2 separate regions of the Pan troglodytes genome follow, and region 2 is linked to region 1. Evidence: chromatin contacts called from public HiChIP or PLAC-seq data. All regions are on one chromosome and are shown on one strand. The core of a region is the stretch at or near the end of the contact, and the rest is flanking DNA. Distances in the headings are between cores, read along the strand shown.

Region 1 (6,778 bases), core at 166-2,665:
GGGTTTCACGTATTCTCCTTTTCAGGCGGGTATTTAGGAAGAGAGGAGGGTGAGGAGCACAGCGCACTTCTGCAGCAGCAGCTGCGGATTGGCTTGTGGGAGGCGGTTCTCTGAAGCAAGGCAAGGGCCCCTGCCGCTTCTGGGCTGACTTTGTGGATTCCGCCACACCTCACAGGGCTTTGTAACTCCCCACCCACTTGAGGGTTGCAGATAACTTTTTTTTTTTTTTTTTTTTTTAACAAAGCAGGGGTGGGGGTGGGAGATTCCTGCTGTTAAAAACAAACAAAGGGCTTAGACACCGGCTAGTCGGCTGCGGGAGGCAGCAAGAGAAAGGCCGAGGGGCCTGGAGTAGCTCCTGAAAACCGCCGAGGGCCCTGCGGGCAGACGCCCCTGAATTCTTTTGGTGGAGAGAAAAGCCGCGGAGCTCCCCAATGTGCCAATTGGTTTGTTGTTGTTTTGCTTTTTTTGAATACACAAACTCTCCGAAAACTCCTGTCTTGCCCCACTTTTTTGTGAGTTCATTGCTTTGGAAACAAAACTCTCTTCCATTTATTGGGAATTATCAAATTTCCGATCCTTCTCTATCAGGAGATCCAGCAACAAACACCCTGTTATGTAAATTTCTTTCAAAGATAAATTCGAAAGCGCCTCCATTCATTCCTTCAAGAACTCAACAGATGTCCTTGAGGCTCATTTTCTGCCGGGCACTCGGTTCACAAGGCTCAAGAGACCCCTGGCTCCAGCCATTGTCCAGGTTGTCACTGGTGTCCCCAGCTCTCCACTTCTGAGGACCCACTTCTCACCCCCTCCTCCTCCGCACACGTTCCCGAGGCTCTCGGCCGGTGTGATCTCACCGACTAGAGAATAAAAACAGCCCAGGGGCGCCAGCGCCGGCCAAGGGCCTTGACGGGGATCAGCGAGCGCGAGGCCAAGTGCGGGCCCCAACTTCCTGGGCCCGGGCCTTCCGCGCGCCCCCTCTCGGGCTCGGGTCCTCTCCAGGGTGCACTCGCGTCCGCACGGCGCTTACTTGCTGCGAGTCCAACCCTCTCCGGCCCGCAACTCCAACCGAGCCGCCTGAGTGTGGACTCCGAGAGCGGACGCCACGGGCCGCGCTCAGCCCTCCCGCCCGAGGCCCCTCTCGCCGTGTTTCCCAGGACTTCCTCCCCGCGCCCGCCCGACTTCAGGTCGGGGTCGCGCAGGGTCCCGCGCGCTCCAGCCAGGACTGCCGCCGCCCGGGTCGCCCACGTGGGCATGCTGGGCGCGGGGTGGTGGCCGGCCGGGCGCCCTCCCCGGAGCAGGGGGCGGGCAGGGCGCCCGCGGGAGGAGGTGGCGGGGCGCGGGGGAGGAGGCGGGGAGCCCCGGCGGCGAGGGGGCGGTGACAGCACTTGGAAAGGAGGCTGCACGCGGATTTGCATGAAACACAGACTGGGAGCGGGCGGGAGCGGGAGCGCGGCGCACGCCCCGGGCCGGCCCAGCCAGCGAGCGAGCGAGCGAGCGGCGAGCCGGGAGGAGGAGGGTGGCGGGGCGGTGAGGCCGCAGAGGCGGAGGGATCTGCGCATCAAAGCTAGCGAGGCGAGCGAAGTTTGGCCGGGGGTTGGACTTTCCTTCCCGGAGGCGGCACCCAAACAGCTACCCCGTGCGGAAACCCAAACTTCTGCTGCCACTTGGAGTCTCGCGGCTGCCGCCACCGCCCCGCGTTCGGGGCCTTCCCGACCCGGCACTGCTGCCGTCCGCCCGCCCGGCCGCTCTTCTCTTCGCCGTGGGAGCCGCTCCGGGCGCAGGGCCGCGCGCCGAGCCCCGCAGGCTGCAGCGCCGCGGCCCGGCCCGGCGCCCCGGCAACTTCGCCGAGAGTTGAGGCGAAGTTTGGGCGACCGCGGCAGGCCCCGGCCGAGCTCCCCTCTGCGCCCCCGGCGTCCCGTCGAGCCCAGCCCCGCCGGGGGCGCTCCTCGCCGCCCGCGCGCCCTCCCCAGCCATGTCGTCCATCCTGCCTTTCACTCCCCCGATCGTGAAGCGCCTGCTGGGCTGGAAGAAGGGCGAGCAGAACGGGCAGGAGGAGAAATGGTGCGAGAAGGCGGTCAAGAGCCTGGTCAAGAAACTCAAAAAGACGGGGCAGCTGGACGAGCTGGAGAAGGCCATCACCACGCAGAACGTCAACACCAAGTGCATCACCATCCCCAGGTGGGGGCCCGCCCGGGGGACCCGGGGGCACGTCGGCCCAGCCCCCTGGCACTGCGGGGCCGACCCAGTGGGGCTGGAGATGGGAAGAGGGAGAGAGAGGGAGGGAGTGAGACTGTGTGGGTGCGTGTGTGTGAGAGTGGGAGAGCGCGGGCAGGAAGGGGGTGGGGGGACCCCAAACAAAACCATCTCTGATTTGCAAAGATCAGAGCCCGAGGCTTCCACGCGGCACTCTGGCTTCCAGACCTCACATTCCCTTTCCACCTCCGGGAGGGGAGAGCGGGTTGCTGCGGGACTCGGCCGCCCCCACTCCGGGGAGCTGGGGCTGGAAGTTGAGGCCCGCTTTGTTCGGCTCCGCGGGCCGGAGCCCCTCCTCCGCCGCCGCCTCCCGCCCCCGCTGCCCGCGCTCGTGGAGGTGGTGGTGTCTTTGCGTTTCTTTTCTTCAGTCCGGTCTCCCCACTTTCCTCTACAGGAATGCGGTCCGTACAGCTGGGGCTGTGGGTGAGGAGCGGGAGCCTAGTGATTGACAGATTCCTTCTTCGTTCTTTCTTTGCCTTCGGGATTAGCATTTTTATCGAGTATTTTTAGACTCGGTTGTGCCAGTCTCCCGCCCCCTGAGCATGCACGCACTTTGGTTGCAGTGCAGTGCTCTGACTTCCAAATGGGAGAGACAAGTGGCGGAAAATAGGGTCTTCTCCCACCTCCCACCCCCCCATCCCGACTCTTTTGCCCTCCTTTTGGTCCAAGAGATTTTGAAACCGTGCAGAACGAGGGAGAGGGGCAGGCTGCAGCCGGGCAGATAACAAAACACACCCCAAAGTGGGCCTCGCATCGGCCCTCGCATTCCTGTAGAGCCTTCCTTCCCAAAGCGCGCTGCCATCTGTCTGGATCTCCTTTATCCTTCCCGTTGCGCGCTAGCTAGGTCGGGCGGGAGCCCACAGATGGCTGATAGAAGGGGTCAGTGACTTCACTCCCCCAGGGCCTTCCTTAGCTTAGATGTGCCTGGCTGGGAATTGGGGGTGCGGTTACCTTGGCTTCCTATCTCTACCTCTCAGCCTCCTTTGATTCTGAACCAAGGGAGAGAGCGTGTGTGTTGGGGGCTGGCTGTTTTGGGGCTCCCAGGCTGCCGAGGAATGAGTAGAAAGCACCAGGGACTGTCAGCCGCAAAGGGATTGTCATCCCTGCCCCTGGGCCAGGGTGGACTCCATCCTTGGCCACCTGCTTGGGGCAGTTGTACAGGGGCTGCCAGGCGAGTCAGGCAGGCACAAAGCAACATCTGTCCACGGGAACCGAGGGCAGGCCTCCCCTGGAAATAAATGCCACATATGGTGGGAGTGCGGACTTAAATTTTTTTTAACTGGGTGGATCCAGTCAATAAAGGGGGAGGGAAGGCGGTGTGCTGTCTGGGGAAGTCTCTGGGCGTGTGATCGGGAGCCAGAATTGACTTCAGAGGAGGTGGTGTGATGTGATGGTCAGAGAGACCTGGGATTTGGTTCCAGCTCTGGTTGTTAATTCTTCTGTATTCCTTCCGTGGGGGTGGCTGGGGTAGAGTGGGTGAGTATGCTACTTCTCTGTCTGGGGAGGGGTCTGCCAAACCTACCTTCTCCTTATCTGCCTGGGTGCATTGAAGACAAGTGCTTTATGTATTGAAACAGAAAAAAAAAGTGGTATCAATTATAAAACAGGCAGCTGTGAAAAGTGTTTCACAGTTTACAAAGCACTTTCACATGGTTTTCTGAGGTCCTCAAAAAAAGACAGAAAGCAAGCAAGCAACCAGCCATGCAAAGTAGATAAGGTTGTTAGGCTTAAGATTATCACATTTTTAAAGCAGAGGAAACCTTAAAAGAGAGAGGTGAAAATGCTTGAGTCATAGACATGGGGTTCTGACTGAATGTGCTCTTTCTGCTGCCCCATGCTGCTTTATACTTTGAAGATCCTGAATACATTCTTTGCTGAATGCTAAAGCTGTGTTAGCTTGGGGAGGGCCCTGTGGATCTTTGTATGTGCGGTTGCTTCTTTAATCTTTAGGCTGGTGATAGCTTGGCAGAGAGGCCTTGCTTTCCCTTGCCTTGGTAGGAGTTTGTCCTCTGTGGGGCCATACCTTTGGCCTGCCTTTTCCTCTTCCAAAGTCCTGCTGAGACTTTGGAAGCCTAAGACGTGTGAACGCTTTGGATGATTCTGAGAGTTCAAGCCAACCTGCCCTGTGGCCTTCTCGTGACTTTGTTAGGACTGAGGCATCTTCTGCCTGCCTGGATAGGACTGAATACAAAAGTAGATTTTTTTTTTCATCTTTTTTTTCAGTTAGGGAAACCCAGTTGCTTGGGTGGATCCAGACAAAATGGATTTTCATCCTTGGATTTTGTGCCCACGCCTCTGGGTCACCTTGTGTCCCTTGGCAACAGCTGCTGCTGTTTTGGTCGTGGGCAGAAAACTAAAGGCCACGTCTTGGGGAGGTGGCTGGTTTGGCCCTGTGCTGGTGATATCAATGTGTCTGCTAAGCCCCATAGATTGCAGTGTTGCTTGTCAAATTGTCTGCTTTCACCACAACTGCCTTTTAGTTTGGAAAGTAGAGAAAGGAAAATGTTTAACTTAGTCATTCCCCCTGTGTGTAGGGGGTTGGTCACTGGGTGCTTAAAAACACTCCGCAAGATCTGGACTCTGGGGTTTAAGGAGCCCTCAGTCTAAGGAGATTAAGCCAAGTGTGTTTTGGCTAATATATAATCATGAGCAGCAACAGCAACATTTGGCAATTAGAGCTGTATACTAGGGACTTCCAGACCACAGGCTTGCTTCTCTGTGACACCAGCTCTGACTTGTTTCAATTATCAGTGGAGCTGGCGTGATACACACTTATCGACATAAAGAAGGTGAAAGAGATTGGTGCCAAGGAAGTGGTAAGAGCTTCATTTAGATACACCAACAAAGGGGCTGTCAGGATACTCTGAGGTCTGGCAGGATTGGCAGAATTTACACAAGTTTTATAACAGCCTCTCATTCCTCACCTGCTTGAGTACCTGAGTAAAGCTGCAGGTATCTTCCTTGCCAGTTTATAAGAATGGAATCAAAGCATTTGCCACTGAATGAGAGTTGGTGTGTGAGCGTTATATGAGGAATAAGGAGCTCGGCACACTTAAAACTTAGTTTTCTGGTAGACACTGGTAGCTTGTACTTCCACCAGGGAATCCATGCCTTGGCCTCGTTGTTGGGAGCTAGACCAAGCTTAAAGCATTGCTTGTTTGGAAGGGAATTTGGGCTTTCTTGTGTCAGAGCACCCAGTCCAGTGGAAAATTGGAGAATTGAAGCAAACATTAGGTCTGACACACAGCATCTACTCCCTCCCTGTGAATCTGATCTTTTTTTTTTTTTGGAGACAGAGTCTTGCCTTGTTGCCCAGGCTGGTGCGCAGTGGCATGATCTTAGCTCACTGCAACCTCTGTCTCCCGGTTCAAGCGATTCTCGTGCCTCAGCCTCCCGAGTAGCTGGGATTACAGGCGCCCGCCACCACGCCCAGCTAATTTTTGTATTTTTAGTAGAGACGGGGTTTCACCATGTTGGTCAGGCTGGTGTTGAACTCCTGACCTTGTGATCTGCCCGCCTTGGCCTGCCAAAGTGCTGGGATTACAGGCGTGAGCCACCGCACCTCACCGAATCTGATCTTTTACTGTAGCCTCCTCTTATTATCTCCTTGACTTTTGCCAGGGTACTCCCACTTTGAGAAAGGAAAAAGATCCTAGTCTTTAGCATGCCTTTTCCAGATTTCTGGGGATAGACCTATTACTAAGGCTGTAGAGGCCTCCCTCTTCTCTTGGCTGCAGTTCAGAGCACCATGCCCGTGTGGCCCATTGGAAGCAAGCCCCCTTCCAGCTGCTAGGGAGGTGGTCCATTATCTCTTTGCTCTTGTTAAGTTTGATTAGGGGAGTTCCACGTAGGGCCTGAGAAGAGGAGGTTCCTGCAGGACAATAGGTAGCTGATGAGGGATCTGACTCAGCTGCAGCTGAACCTAGGCGCCACTTGACGTTCCCTGGGAACATTTAGAACCTTGGAACATGCTGCTTGCACCTGGGAGTGGAATGTTTGCAGACAGCCCCTCTGTTGTTACAGGGCTGGATTTTGTTGATTTATTGATATTTATTGGACCCCTCCCGTGTCTGAGTCAATTTTGTAGGTACCAGAGGAGGATGTAGAGACACGTTTGAAAAGTTCCAGCCTCTGAGAAGCTTACACATCAGTAAGGGAAACATTAATAGGGCATTATTTGAGTATCTAACTGCTATCTCTTTCTCATTCCCAGCTACCAGTAGAAATATGAGATCTAGTATGGATGATTTTTGATGGGGGCGGGCGTTGATGTGCCTTTTAAATATTGTAGAATTCACTGTGTTAGGAAATAAAATAATGACAGGCATCTGTTTTTGCTGGAAAAAACACAAAATTCAGGTCCTGTACCTACCATTTTACCACCTGCAAGGATTTGGGAATCCATTTAAGTTTCACAGCTTTTATATCTGCACCTGCCAAGTCAGGATGAGATAAGTCCTGTGGAAGTGTTTTGTGAACCAGAGAATTTGACAGGTATGTTACGTTTAGACTTCATTCTGCATCA
Region 2 (6,786 bases), core at 2,118-4,617, 190 kb after region 1:
GGTGGGCGCCTGTAGTCCCAGCTACTCAGGAGGCCGAGGCAGGAGAATGGCGCGAGCCCAGGAGGCGGAGCTTGCAGTGAGCCGAGATCGTGCCACTGCACTCCAGCCCAGGCAACAGAGCGAGACTCCGTCTCAATAATTAAAATAAAATAAAATAAAATAAAATAAAAAATCTACCCTGTCAGTAATGCCCCTTTTATCCGATGTCAGACATCCACCCAGAATACTGCAAATAAGGCCTTCGAGTGACAAAAAGAAAAAGTTTCTAATGAAGTCCATGCATGCACTTTATGCATAGTAGAGGCCTACTGATTCTTATTTTAAGTGCGTGTGTGTGTGTGTGTGTGTGCGTGTGTGTGTGTGTGTGTGTGTGTATTTGAGACAGGGTCTCACTCTGTCACCTAGGCTGGAGGGCAGTAGCACCATCACAACTCACTACAGCCTCGATCTCCCAGGCTCAAGCAATCCTCCCACCTCAGCCTCCCAAGGAGCTAGGACGACAGGCACATACCACTATGCCCGGCTAATTTGTTAACATTTTTATTTTTATTTTGTAGAGACTAGGTCTCCCTATGTTGCCCAGGCTGGTCTTGAACTCCTGTGCTCAAGTGATCCTCCCGTCCTGGCCTCCCACAGTGTTGGAATTCCAAGCATGCACCACTGCATTTGGACTGTTTTAAGAATAATTCTAATAAGCTGTTATTTGGTTATATTTCCCACTGGTGGTTAAAAGCACTAAGATAGATCAGATGTCCAAAGAAAGAGAAATTGGAGAACCCTAAAGGTTTCTCTCGCTGATACATGAAGTAGAACCAAACTTTCCCAAAAAGGTAGATCCAATTCAATCCAAAACTATTCCACGGCCTAATATCACCGAACACTTGACAAAATATTATGTGGGCTCCATCTCTTACCTCAAAATTAGAGTCAACCTGTGATTAATTTAATCCCAGCTTTAATTACAGTCAAAGAATGAATGCTCAGCAAATACTTCATTTTAACGCTATCCACTGCTACCCTATTCACAACCTTGGAAGAAATGATAAGCCCTCTTTTATGGTTCACTTTTCCTTATTCAAGTAATCTGCTCACTAGCTGTTCTTCTTTTATTTTTTACTACATGACAGTAACGAGTTGCAATGGAAAGGTCATCTGATCTTAACCCGAACTGGAATTATCTAAGAGCATTTTATATACAGAGATAAAATGGATTATTTTACAGAATTAATTTTACCCCCAATAATGCTAATACACTTTACAGAAGTACAATGTTACTATTTGCTAACTACAGGTAATCAGCTACTTCAAGGCAGGGACCATGTTTGCCGATTGGGATCATTAAAGCACACAACAGAGCACCATAGCATTTAGAATAATTAATATTCCTGAGATTGTCTTGAAAAGACTTCCATGTATCGCTAATAGGATTCCTAATGCATGTAAGTCTTTTGGAAAGTTAGTTACATCTTTAAGAATCTTGAGCAAATTCTGGTTTATTCACTAGATGGATATATGTGAGAAACTAATTTTTGATAAATCTGAGGATAAGAACTGTGTATTTAAAAAATTTTTAAAAACAGAAAAAATTGTGTATTAAATGTAATTACAATTATTTCTTTTTAAGAAACTGCAATGGAAAAAAAGACTGGAAAGAAATGTTAGCAGTATTTGTAGTTGGGTAATGAGACTATGGCTATTTTCTTTTCTCTGTATGCTAAATTTTACTTAGTATGCACTAGTTTTACAATGAAACAATTAAAGAAAAAAGAGGAAGGAAGGAAGAAAAGAAGGAAGAAAGGAGGGAAGGGAGGAAATAGGAAGGAGCACTGCTTAAAGGTAAGAAAATGGCCTAATTAGACCAGTTAGTAACCACTTAGTTAAATGCTATAATTAAGCTTTTACCCTAGCAAGGAACTTTCTAAGTGATCACAAATGATAACTAAGTCATATAATATCTGCACTGAAGGGACATCTTACCTAATTCTGTCATTTGACAGGTGTAGCAAAGAAATTATAATTATACAATGCTTTACAGTTTACAAAGTGAGCCCTTTAGTAGAGTTGGCTTATTATCCAGTCCCATGTTCTCTCTTTTAAGAGTTAGTAAGTCTGACAGCCATTATGAGGGTCTATAAGCAAAAGCACTAGCCCAATAATACCCAAAAACTCATGTTGGCGGAGAGCCCATGCCTCAGAAGAAAGGCGTGAATAACTAGAGTGGAGGGGACAAAGCTAGCAAGTCTTATAATGTACACATTAAGAAGCAGAATAAACTTCAGAGTAAATACGCAGAATAAACTTCAGAATTCAGAGTAAACACTCTCTCCCGGAGCAGCAAGGATAGCAACATCACGATATCAACAATTCCAGCACCTTACACTCCTGTAACCTAGCGCAATTTCCGGAGAGCCTTCAGGTTCATCTCAACGGATCCTCGCAAAAACCTGTGGGCTGGGCTGGGCAGAGCGGGAAATCAGTCTCACTTTACACAGGAAGCCGAAAGGAACGCCGAAGAAGGCCGAGTGGGCAGAAAAGCACGAGATTAAGAGCTAGGGGCAGCCACCTGGGGAGACTGGGCGCCTCCACTGACTGGAGGAAGAACGCAGGGCCCGCGGCGGGAACAAGGCCCAGAGAGGCTGTGGTGCTGGGTCCGTCGCCCGCCGAGGCTCAGGGGCCTTGGAGGTCGGCCCAGGCGCCTATCTACTCACGTTGGACCAGCTGGTCTCCAGAGAAGGCGGAGGAGCAGCTGGTGACCAACGCACAGGGTACGCCAGCAGCCATAGCTGCGCTCGCGAGCCGGTTCCGTCAGGCAGCCGCTTCCGCCTTGGGCTGCACCACGGCCGCCGGCGCGAGGGGGAGACAGGCCGGAGAGGGCGTTCTCGGAATGACCAGGCTGGCCTGACCCCGCCCCTAGACCCCCTTCCGCTCCCAGCGTGGAACAGGCCAGGTCGCGCGCGGTGTTGCCATGGGGACGAGCGGCTCCGGCTGAAGGTTTCAGTGCTTGGAAACCGCGCCTCCGCGGAGGTAGCCGTTCCCTGACCTAGCCATGGCACAGAACACTGAAAACCAGGACCCTGTCGGATCCATCTTAATCCAGGTGGGAAACGGGCTTCCCCCGGCCCTGCCCTGCCCGCCGCGCCACTTCCGAGCGAGGTCCCGCGCGCCGATTCACCGACGCTCACCCATTTGGTGCGCCGCCCCTAGACTCCCTCCAACTCGCGAGAGGCTCCCAAAAATGCCCACCCAGACCTCCCCCCACGGCCCAGCACACTCCCGGTGACTTACCCTGTAGGTTACGCCCCAGAAGCACGACTTTCTGCCTCTGGGAAAACTCTAAAACCGTTCACCCATAACCTTTACTTCAGAAAAATTCACCTCACGCTGAGGCATCATTTTTAAATGTTACATTCTGAAAAATATGAACCCATGACGTCGGGAGTGGAGGAGAGACAAATCGGACACTCTAGGAGGTGATAAGAAATTTGGAGACAAATTGAAATATGTGAATTGCTTTTCCTACCCCAGTTTTTTAGATCTAAATGTTCCTCGTTGGAGAACACACAGAAAAATCAAGATAATTTGGAATGAAAAAATGTGACATTTAAAAACTTAGTGAAAGACCTTTTTAATTTGAGAGGGGAAATGTCAAGAAAGTCTTGTCCAATACAGCTCAATTTGTAATAGTTGCACTCAGATGTTTCTGAAATGATTATAGCATTTTGTTTTCACATTTATGTGAGGTAACTTTAAGATATTTCCACATATATCATTGGTTTTAACTATCACATATATAATAGCTGCATTTGACTAAGTCTTGAAGTCATTTGTCTAAGGTCACTCTGTCAGGACTGTCACTCAGTTGGTCTGAAGTGGGTCTTACTCGTCAAAGGGATCTAATTTTTCTGGCAGAATTTTGATCTCTTACCTCCCATCTAGGAGAGACTTCCCTAAATGTACCTTTTCCCAAATACAAGCCCCTGAACTCACCAATTTCATAGACTTCCCCATTAAGAATCATACTTAATCTTACCTGATCTTTTCTCACCCTCACTTTCACCATCACGCAGCAATGAGTTTAGCCAAACTGCGAAGTCTGAGGGAACAGTCCACAAAAAACTGCCCTAACTTCAACACTCACTACCTGCAAGTTCAGGGGTCCCCAGAACCACCTCACTTCAGACCAGCTGGGTACAAACTTAGGGGCCCCATCACCACGCTCACATTCAATGATTCACTAGAACTATTCGCAGAGCTCAGGGAAGTGCTGTGCTCACATCTCCAGTTTTATTATAGTGAAAGCATACAAATTAATCAGCCAAGGGAAGAGATGAATAGGACAGAGTCCAGGAGGGGTCCAAACATAGAGCTTTTGGTCATCTTATCCCTGTGGAGTCATGGACGTCATTACCTGCATTACTTCCTCCCAGCCACAATATGTGACAATATGCATAGAATATTGCAACTAGAGAAGCTTATCTGAGGCTTTGATGTCCAGAGTTTTTACTGGGGCTCAATCTCACACTGCCCTTGTGGTTGACCATTAATCTCCAGCCCCTCCTGAATACTTTTAGTCTCCCACTGCTCCAGAGGTCTGAGCTGATACAGCATGGATCAAAACACCCATTATAAATCATGTTGATAGACTGTCTGGTGGCCAAAGCCCACAGACAAAGACACTTCTATCAGGCAGGACATCCCAGGCGCCTAGAGATCACCTCCCAGTAGCCAGGAGCGAAGACTGGACCCCTCTTTGGGTAAGGTTAATTCTTTGCTGCACGTACCCACTCTTTTTATAGATTCCAAATAATTAGAACAATAATGGAGACTCTTACCTAGGATACAACATTATAGTAATAGATAACTGTTGACACTGACTTGTGAGATGGGTCAGAACAGCTAATAGTCATATCCATGTTGATCTGCACCCCTACTTGTTTAAAAGGATTCCTATGGACATATCAAGTAAAGGGCTGTGTAGAGGAAGAGAGCCTACCTGTTAACCAGATTATTAAGACTGATTCCTGTATAGTATAAAATTATATTCTCTACATGTAGAATATGTATAGTGAGGAAATTTGGAAGACTTTCCCTACTTTCTCAGTGAATCCTGAGAATGTGTGAGTATGTAGCACCACCCAACTGTGCCAACGTGGATTCCACTTCTATTTGGGGCTATGATTTATTTCCCTCAGACAGGCTACCAATAATTAATGTGTCTAGTGGAAAGCACTTGATAGGGAGTCAGAATACTGAGATCTGACCATGACTTTGACAGTCTCACAAGTAGTGACTTTGAGCTAGGCACTCATCTCTCTGGATCTCACTTTCCTCTTCCATAGGACATATAGTTTGGATTAGGTTCACTTCTGACTCTAAATTGTCCCAATTTCCCCAGGCTACATCATTTACTGTAAAAGTAGACTTCCTTTGTTGTTAGCCTAGGCAATCAAATTGTTTCTGGCAAGTCAGTGAGTGAGTGAGTGTGTGTGTGCAATAGACTGTAAAGCAGAGGTACTTTAAATTTCTACTTGCTTCACCCTAATATGGTCAGTTACGTCTGTGTATCAGTCAGATATATTAAACAGCTTTTTAGACCAGTGGTTCTCAAAGGTGTTGTAAGTATTATTTTTTAGCTCCAGTTTACAGAAGACACTTAAGTACAAAGAAGTAAAGCATCTTGCCCATTATAATACATCCAGTATGTATTGATCCTTAAATAGGCTATGGCATGTTCATGAAGTAATCTTGAAGAAGTGTGGTAGTGACTCTGGGAAGTTTCCAATCATGCTTTGTAAATCTTAGAAGCTTTGTTTTTATGCTTCATTAAAATGTGGTATATTCTTAATATATCTTTATAAATGCTTGCTTGACCCAAATATTAAACATGTTTGTGTAACAAATATTACCTGATCTTATGATTCAAAATTAGCTTTTTAATTAAAATCCAACAATTGTGTGTTAACACAAAAATCCAACAATTGTGTGTTAACAATGATCTTGGAAATATGGGAGCTCAATTGACAGTTTGCTATTTTCATTCTTTCTGATTGTGTCTGATTTGTCAGGTGCATACAATATAAAAATGAATGAAGTTGGCCAGGCGTGGTGGCTCATGCCTGTAATCCCAGCATTCTGGGAGGCTGAGGCGGATGAATCACTTGAGGTCAGGAATTCAAGACCAGCCTGGCCAACATGGCAAAACCCCGTCTCTACTAAAAAATACAAAAATTAGCTAGGCATGGTGGCAGGCACCTGTAATCCCAGCTACTTGGGAGGCTGAGGCAAGGAGAATTACTTGAACCTGGGAGGTGGAGGGTGCAGTGAGCCGAGATTGCACCAGCACACTCCAACACAGCAAGCAGCACAGCGAGACTCTGTGTCAAAAAAAAAAAAAAAAAAAAAAAAGGCCAAGCGCGGTGGCTCATGCCTGTAATCCCAGCACTTTAGGAGGCCGAGGTGGGAGGATCACCTGAGGTCAGAAGTTCGTACACCAGCCTGGACAACATGGTGAAACCCCGTCTCTACTAAAAATACAAAAATTAGCCGAGCGTGGTGGCAGGCTCTTATAATCCCAGCTACTCAGGAGACTGAGGCAGGAGAATCACTTGAACCCGGGAGGTGGAGGTTGCAGTGAGCCAAGATCGCGCCATTGCACTCCAGCCTGGGGGACACGAGCGAGACGTCATCTCAAAAAAAAAAAAAAAGAATGAAGTTAAAGATAATTGAGGTGATGAGAATGACTCAGCCAAACTCTAGCAGAGATGAAGAAAATGGAATTTTATATTG

Evidence for each region. HiChIP or PLAC-seq counts read pairs in DNA pulled down with a chosen protein or histone mark.
Region 2: an H3K4me3 HiChIP or PLAC-seq map of stem cell-derived excitatory neurons shows a contact between it and region 1, with 2.1 times the contacts expected there. The contact joins the promoter of AAGAB here to the promoter of SMAD3 in region 1. A contact is called at or near these places in 1 of 7 Hi-C or Micro-C datasets (stem cell-derived neural progenitor cells) and 1 of 1 datasets of contacts at active chromatin or transcription factors (stem cell-derived excitatory neurons).

The regions. Positions count from the first base shown.
Region 1 is chr16:59,058,301-59,065,078 of NHGRI_mPanTro3-v2.0_pri, forward strand. It overlaps SMAD3 (SMAD family member 3), which reads left to right and starts at 1,416. Exons shown (of 9, transcript XM_001159972.7): 1 at 1,416-2,178. The coding sequence starts at 1,973.
Region 2 is chr16:59,249,921-59,256,706 of NHGRI_mPanTro3-v2.0_pri, forward strand. It overlaps AAGAB (alpha and gamma adaptin binding protein), which reads right to left and starts at 3,368. Exons shown (of 10, transcript XM_063795212.1): 1 at 3,286-3,368. It overlaps IQCH (IQ motif containing H), which reads left to right and starts at 2,946. Exons shown (of 22, transcript XR_008539624.2): 1 at 2,946-3,097.